2 separate regions of the Pan troglodytes genome follow, and region 2 is linked to region 1. Evidence: chromatin contacts called from public HiChIP or PLAC-seq data. All regions are on one chromosome and are shown on one strand. Each heading gives the region's core, a stretch centred on a gene start, on an enhancer-like site or on the middle of the called end of the contact. The rest is flanking DNA. Distances are from core to core; before and after follow the strand shown.

What was found. HiChIP or PLAC-seq counts read pairs in DNA pulled down with a chosen protein or histone mark.
Region 2: a contact with region 1 is called in an H3K4me3 HiChIP or PLAC-seq map of stem cell-derived excitatory neurons, with 11 times the contacts expected there. The contact joins the enhancer-like site here to the promoter of MRPL13 in region 1. A contact is called at or near these places in 4 of 7 Hi-C or Micro-C datasets (blood, induced pluripotent stem cells, a lymphoblastoid cell line and 1 more), 1 of 1 datasets of contacts at active chromatin or transcription factors (stem cell-derived excitatory neurons) and 1 of 1 other capture datasets (stem cell-derived neural stem cells).

What each region holds. Positions count from the first base shown.
Region 1 is chr7:130,759,318-130,763,096 of NHGRI_mPanTro3-v2.0_pri, forward strand. It overlaps MRPL13 (mitochondrial ribosomal protein L13), which reads right to left and starts at 1,911. Exons shown (of 7, transcript XM_009455842.4): 1 at 1,570-1,911. The coding sequence starts at 1,596. MTBP (MDM2 binding protein) reads left to right here and starts at 1,893. Exons shown (of 23, transcript XR_008536817.2): 1 at 1,893-2,090; 2 at 2,935-3,015.
Region 2 is chr7:131,253,801-131,257,579 of NHGRI_mPanTro3-v2.0_pri, forward strand. All of the region lies in intron 1 of LOC134810795 (a long non-coding RNA gene), which reads left to right. Among named protein-coding and RNA genes, the nearest start is that of SNTB1, 130 kb to the left of the region's middle. Within about 2 kb of position 1,756, at least 4 of the 24 cell types and tissues checked have an H3K27ac peak or open chromatin away from gene starts, as enhancers often do. A contact at or near this core is called in stem cell-derived excitatory neurons and stem cell-derived neural stem cells, where this site is marked.

The sequences.
Region 1 (3,779 bases), core at 661-3,160:
AATCATTCTGCAAAGACAAACACAGTAATTATTCCTTCCTGGTTTCCTGTTAGCAATTTGACTTATGTTTTGTTATAAATATCCCAAAGATATATTTCCCTTTACGGTATGACTTTTTTTTTTTTTTTTTTTTTTTGTATAACACATAATAGAATCTGGAGGGGCAATGAGAAGCTTGTAAGAAAGTAGAAGCTGTTTATGAAGGTCTTCAAAAACATTTAGAGATTAGTAGGTACATTATATTGAAAGCTGAGTGGCCAACTGGAAACTGAAGACGATTCAGGAGTTCAGTTCCTGGGGAGAGTTAAATAGAACAATGTAGTTGGGAAAGTACAGATGGGTGATGTGGAATAAATTTCAACTTTAAAAAGTTGCCTGAAATAGGTATCTTTAGGTTGCCTCAGGAATAGAGCATTGTTTTTACAGTCGTCATCAATGTATTCAAATTCTTAGAAAATTCTAGGCCAGAAAGATCTCCACCAGATGCTTTCTCTATGCATATACACAAGAGGCTAAACAATGCTGGAAAAATAGAACGAGGCTAGCTGGTCTTATTTTAAATTTACTTATCACAACCTCAAACTAGTCTACATATAAGAAAAAGGCCAGTTTTTGTCCCCATCCATTGTAGACTAATAGTTTGATACTTAGAAAAAAAAAATTTTAATGAAAAAAATACAAATGCTGGGCGATGTCAGATTGCTAAAAAAGGTTTTAAAAGTTTTATTTTACTTCCTGTATTTATCTCATCACAGAGAGGCAACAAACAGCCCAAGGAAGGAACCATACTTGGAGCGGCACTGAGTTGAGAGTCATCTGAGACCGATATAACCCAAACTAACTCCTATTCTTCCACCTGAAACCTGGTTCAATCTCAGCCTTCCCTATCTCAGTTGATGACACACCCTCCAGTTGGACAAACCAAAAAACCTTGGGGTAATCCTTGTTTCTTCTTTTGCTGTTGGCCTATACTCAATCTTCAGGAAGTCCTACTGGCTCCACCTTCAAACAAAACCTGACCACTTTCAACACACTCCATAGTATTTCTAGCGTGGCCTCTGCACCATCACGTCTCGCCTGGATTACTGTAACACCCTCCAAACATATTCTTTGCTTCTGTCCTCTACTAACCCCTATTTCTGAACAGTCTATTCTCGACCCAGCAGCCAGAGTGCTCCTTTTGACACCAGGTCAGATCCTGTTACTCCGTGGATCAACACCCTCCAAAAGGTCCCCATTTTACTCAGTCAAAAAACAAATTATTGCAAGGGCCTACAATGCCCTATGTGATCCACCTTACTACCTCTCCGACCTGCTCTAATCCTCTTCCCCCCGCCCCCCCAAGAAAGACATGAAAAGGGCAGATTGAAAAGAAGAGGGGACGAGTAACAGACGAACGACATTAAGTGCTTGCCAGACTGACGACCCTCTTGTGCTTTCCCAAGTCACCTCCTGGCCGAGGGTCTCGGCTTCCCTGCCGCCCCAGCTTCACTACTTAATCTGCCGGAACCAACGCTCTCCTTCTGCCAGTATAATGAACCCCATCAAGCCATAAGAGTCCGAGCTCACCTGGGGCGCCCTAGAGAAACTCGACATATTCCTCTACTAGCAGGACCGTACGTCCTTCTCCTAGTAGCCACGCCGGGTCACTCAGCCTTACTAGCCCGGCGGGAAACGCTAACACCCAAGCAGGACAGTTCCTAGCCCGTCGAGCACTTGTCGGCTTCTCCCTCTTCCTCGAGTTTCCTCCAGTCTTCTCCACGGCAGCAATTTCGTCATGAAAGGAGCATATAATGCAGTTATTTAGGGAATAACTCCCAAAAATATCTCGCTTGGTGGAAAAACTGCGGAAAACCAACGGAGGACATAATTTCCAGCCGACCTAAACGAAGGGAACCGGAAATGCGTCATAGCGCGCGTCTGTTTGGATGTGGAAGCCGAGACCTAAAGTTGGGGGGTGATCTCTGAGGTGATGGATCGGTACCTGCTGCTGGTGATCTGGGGGGAAGGAAAATTCCCGTCGGCGGCCAGTAGGGAGGCAGAACATGGGCCAGAGGTGTCGTCGGGTGAGGGTACTGAGAATCAGCCGGGTAAGCGCTGGGATGAGAAAGAGCGGGAACGGCTTGTGGAGAGGGGAAGAAGTTTGAGTTTTGTGATCAAGTTCTGCTGAAGAGGGATCAATATGTAGTTGTCCCACGAAGCTGGGACTCTATCTGGGATAGAGTTAATGAGGGCTGCAAAAATAGCATCTTCATGGAAAAACAGGGACAAATTTGTGGATGCAAGATTCCAGCCCTTAGAAGTTCTTGGCATAGTAAATATTTAACTTAATAAATTTTCTATGCCTTAGTAATGGAATTTCCTGCTTTTTGGAAATATATGCATTTATTATTTCTGCTCCTGTGTTTCACATGCAAATAATACAGAAAGGAGGAAGATGGACAAAGATCTTGCTGTCCTACAATTTACATCTAATGGGAGGAGACATCCCACATATAACCTAAGTTTTAAAAACAAATGATGAATTTTAAATGATTTTAATTGTTTGCGATTGCACTGCTTTTTGGTGCACCCGTCTAGATTCAATATTGCATTTTATGTGTTCATTTGTTTCGATCAAACAGGCATTTTGAGGGGTAAATGTATGTGGTTGTGTATAAGGTATTGTCACAGAATTTCCCTTCTCTTTAAAATTATTCTTTTGAGGGGAATTTTGCATTCGTGCTAACTGACTGGCATGTACAGATCGGGAGCCTTTTCTATTTTCTCTGATTGCTTTAGATTTTCTGTATCAAAACTTGAACAGATCTTGAGCACCGTTTAGTACTTTTGTGTACAACCTACTGGTCTTGAGAGTCTCTGATGGTGAAATTGGACTAAGTTAGATTATGTAAATCTAGAGCCCTTTGAGTTAGTCTGTCTTTTCTTTTTCAGACTTCACAGCAGCAAATGTTTATCACCTCTTGAAAAGAAGCATTAGTGCTTCAATTAATCCAGAAGATAGTACTTTCCCTGGTAAGTATAATAAACTCCTCTTTTCTCTGGCACAGCATTTGTACTGGAAATTAACTTAATTAATTTGGACCCTAAGGAGTACAAGGAAATACTTCTTGACTGTGTACAAGGCACTGAATTACAGAGGTAACTAAGGGAGTACAAAACTGAAAAATAAATTACCCCTTTCTTCTAGATGCTTGAATATAGTAAAGTTATGAAAATTATTCTAGGTTCTCAGCTTGAATTTTGCTCCTTTTATGAAATTTTCTTGCCTATCTTAGTTCTGTATAACTAAGGGGAGTGTGGCTTTATGAGGATGATTTTATCATGAGTAAAAATATGTAAATAATGCTCCCACACGGATTTCCTTACCATTTATTTATTTATTTATTTCTGTTCTTAATTACCTATTTCTGTTCTGATTCTCTTAAAAGTACTTAATAATTACTAAACACGATGAGCTTTTCTCAGTTCTTATCTGCTTTGACTTTTTGAAGTATTTCGCTTTTTTGACCAACCGTACTTTGTAAAAATCTTTCCTCCTTTAGCTTCTACTGGCATTATACAAATGCATTTACTGACTTTGATAGTTATCTTTTCTTTTATTCCTGCTTCTTGTCCTTTACTGGAGAATGTCTTTTAAACGTTCTGAAAATGGAGATGCCAAAACAGACCAATACCTAAAAACTGAAGGAAGTTTCTTTCCATGCAAGGAAGGGTCTGCTCCTTTTGATAATTTTGTAGTTCCCGTGACTGTACAATCTGCACCTTTCTCTTCTTTC
Region 2 (3,779 bases), core at 506-3,005, 490 kb after region 1:
AAGTCCAGGCTGATGTCTTAATTGAAATCTCATAAAAAGTTCTGAACCAGAACTACCTATGTTACTCCCAAGTTGCTGATCCATTGAAAGTGTGAGATTGAAACTGTTGTTTTAAACTGCTAAATTCTGGGTGCAGCAATAACAGCTAATACATATTTACTTAATCTGGTCTTAGCCTACCACTATTTTGTTTCTTCATCCTTTTATCATCATTGTGTTTATACTTAAGCACCACCAAAGTGCTTATCTTCTTCTACTTACACCATTCTACTTCTGGCCTTTGTGCCTTAGCTCAGGCTTTCCCTCTTTGCTCCTTTCTTTTCTTTCTTCCCTTTCCTCTTTCTTTTTTTCTTTCTTCTTTCATATCAGGCATCCTTGGCAGAGAAAACAGCAAGTACAAAGCCATGAGCTGGGAAAAAATGTGTTGTGTTGGACAAAATAAAGGAGGTCTTTATGAATGCAGAATAATGAGTTAGGAGAAGAAATAGATGGGATGAAGTTGAAAAGATAAGCAGGCACCAAATCATGCATATTTAGAGACCCATGGTAAGGAGTTTAAATTTAATTTTAAACAAAACTGATAATTATTTAAAAAGTTTAAAGTAAGAGAGTGCCATGGTCTGGTTTGCATTTTAAGCTTACTCATGCTGCTGTGTAGGGAATGGTTTGTAGGTTGGCAAGAAGAGGTCCAAGGAGATCATTAGTAGGAAAAACCAGCACTGGATGATGATACCTTGGATTAGGGTGGTAGCAGTAGAAATAGGCAGAAAAATGTATATATTGGAATAAAATTTGTAGTTATAACTTATAGGACTTGCTGGTGACTCAGATGTGGGTGCTAAAGGGAAGAGAGGATTTCTGCCTTTGGTAAAAGACTTGCACTTTATTTTAAAGCAATAGGGAGCCATGGAAGGTTTTAGCAGAAGAGTGTATACTCCTATGTTTTCCTGCAGGAGGCCTTCCTAGTTTTCCTGCAGGAGGCCTTCCTAGTACCTCCTGTTGACATTAATCTCTCCCTCCTCTGTGCCTAATGGTTTTCACTCTTACACACAAGGTGGCATAGATACAGGTTAAAAGCATAAGGAATTTTGTGGCTGAACCGATGCAAGTTGATTTGCGTTCCATGTCTACTTTCTATGAAATGTATGACTTGGATAAATCTATTCAACTCTGTGCCATTCTTCTTCAAATATGAGTAGCATCTAAATTAAAGTTTTGTTGGATTAATTAAATGAAACACTGGGTGAGAGAAATGTACTTTAGGAAGGGGAGGGAGAACACCTAGCTTTAAGTTTAGGGGAGTGGCACTTAATAATTATTATATCTAATATTTGTGGAGTAACTACCATCTGCCAGATACATTCTAAGTGTTTTACTCTTTATAACAATCTGATGTAATTACTGTTGTTATCCTCCTTTAAAAGTGAACAAATAGATGCCCATAGAGCTTAAAAAATATACCCAATGTTATACTGTAATGCTTAACTCATATGTAAGTATTTCTCTGTATTTTTATTTATCTATATCACTCTCAGACAGCAGGGAGTGGTGTATCTTCTCCATCTCACTCTCTTCTCCATCGCTGGCACATTGCAGAAAATAAATTCACATATGTGGAGTGAGTGGACTTCCAGCCTTTGACTCACATGTCAAACTTCCTGTTTTGACTAGATGGAGAGCAGAGTCTTGGAGTACTGGCTTTGTTGAGCACGTCCATGCCGCTGAGCTTGGAGTGTCCTGAGTGCAGCTAGCTAGGGAAGCTACTCAGCTCCCTGATGAAATCAGATCCCCACATGGTCAGCCAAGTGCTCAGCTGCCCAGTCCATGGTGCGATGATCTTGTGGCTAATTTGCTTGTGCTGTTTGGTCTCAGAAGCTTAGCAATGACACAATAAAACCTTTATTAACAAGACTATTCAGTGACTACTGGGGCAGAAAAAGAAAGCTGCTTTGTTTAAACCCTTTTGCAAAATCTCTAAAATGTAGTGGCTGTCTCCTTCTGCCTTGGTTAAAAACTGTGCAGTGAAAATGATTTGTGTCTTGAAATTGAAAAGTGAATGATCCTCATATATCTTGTAATGATTTCAGTGATGATTTTGGAGAGGAGGATGTGGGAAGAGATTGGGCTAAAAGTGCTCTGAGATGAGGCCTTAGCTTGAGATGCTCATTTTAAAATAACATGATTGGGGTGTATTTTCCCTCGGAATTAATCTTTTCCCTTAAAAACATTGGGTGGATAAAAAGGGAAAATTAATGAAAGTTTTTGGTTATTTTCCTAAGGCTTCCTCCAAATCTCACTTAATTTCTCCTCTAAAAAGTATGTAAAATGGTTTTTACTGACCCAAAGCTGTGCTCCTCTGTTTGGTTTGGTATATATAATTGTTCACTGGTCTGTAGGATAAGAAGGAAGAAGGGGGAAGTCACTGTTAAGAGGCACAGTAGAGAATGGATTGTTCTCTATCCTTCAAAGGGAGTTTTGGTGGATTTATTAGGGGAGCACCAGGGTTCAGAGCACGCTGTGATAGAATTGACATGTTGTGATTTACCAGACACTGAGAAGATCCCTCTGCCCAAAATAGACACACCTGCTTGTGGGTGTCTGGCAGGCCTTTAGCTGGGGACAAAGCCAGAATGGCCAGCTGTTCCCTCAGATACCCTCCCCACAGGCTGGCTCAGGCCTGAAATTCCAGCCTTGAACTTAAGGCTAAATTTTTCTCCACAATCTACTGCAAAGCACATACTTACTTCTCCCTCCTCCAACTCTAAAAGAAAGGTGTCAACAGACATTTTCAATGTAGTATGAATTACATGGACTTGTGCAAATAACAGAAATTATGGAAGCAGGGGAATTCTTCTTTCCCCTTCTCCCTGCTTAATTCTAAGACTTTGGTCAAGTCTTTAACTGCTTATATACCAGTTTCCTCCTTTTAACATGAGAATAATAAGCCAAACTGACAAAACTCTAGGGAGGACTAAATAACACAAACGTAGAAGACCACCTAGCAAAAGGCCAGAAACCCAAATGTCTATCAAAGGGACATTAGTAAATAAATTGGGATATTTACACAATGTCATATAATGTATCCCCGAAAAGAAAAGAAACATATCTGTATGTCCTGAAATACAGTAATGTCCAGGACATATTGTTAAGCAAAATAAGCAAAATGCATAGCTGTATTTATAGTATACTACAGTGTAGATAGGAAAGGAGAAGAAATAAGAAATACATATTTGTTTATGATTACAATAGCAAGATAAAACAAAAATCAATAAAAAATGCTTACCTATAGTTGGATGGAGGAAGCAGGTGAGTAGGGGATACAGAAGGGTTATGCTTCTCCACATACCTTATTTTATTTTTTGACTTTGAAATTATGTAAATGTTTTACATGATTAAAAACAAAAGAGAAAACCACATCAAAATATAACAATTTCTAAAAATTTAAAACTGAAAACGAAGAACTTAGGCATACATCAATTCTGTGGCATAATGATCTCAAGACTTATTTTAAGTGACTTTAGAACACATATTTTGATTGTACGTCCTTAGGGAGATATATCCTAAGGACAAAAAGAAGTACAAAGACATCTTAGATGGAATTTTGTTGGCTAGTTTTTAGTGGTGATATTTACATTCTTATTGAGTTTATTATATCTAAAATAGGATAAAGCAATTAAACAATTAAATTATCCTTAGGAGATAAAATTTTCAGAGCAAGAAAAGATGAACTTAAAAAATCGTTAAAAACTCTGTAGTCCTTATTTTGAATTAGAAATATT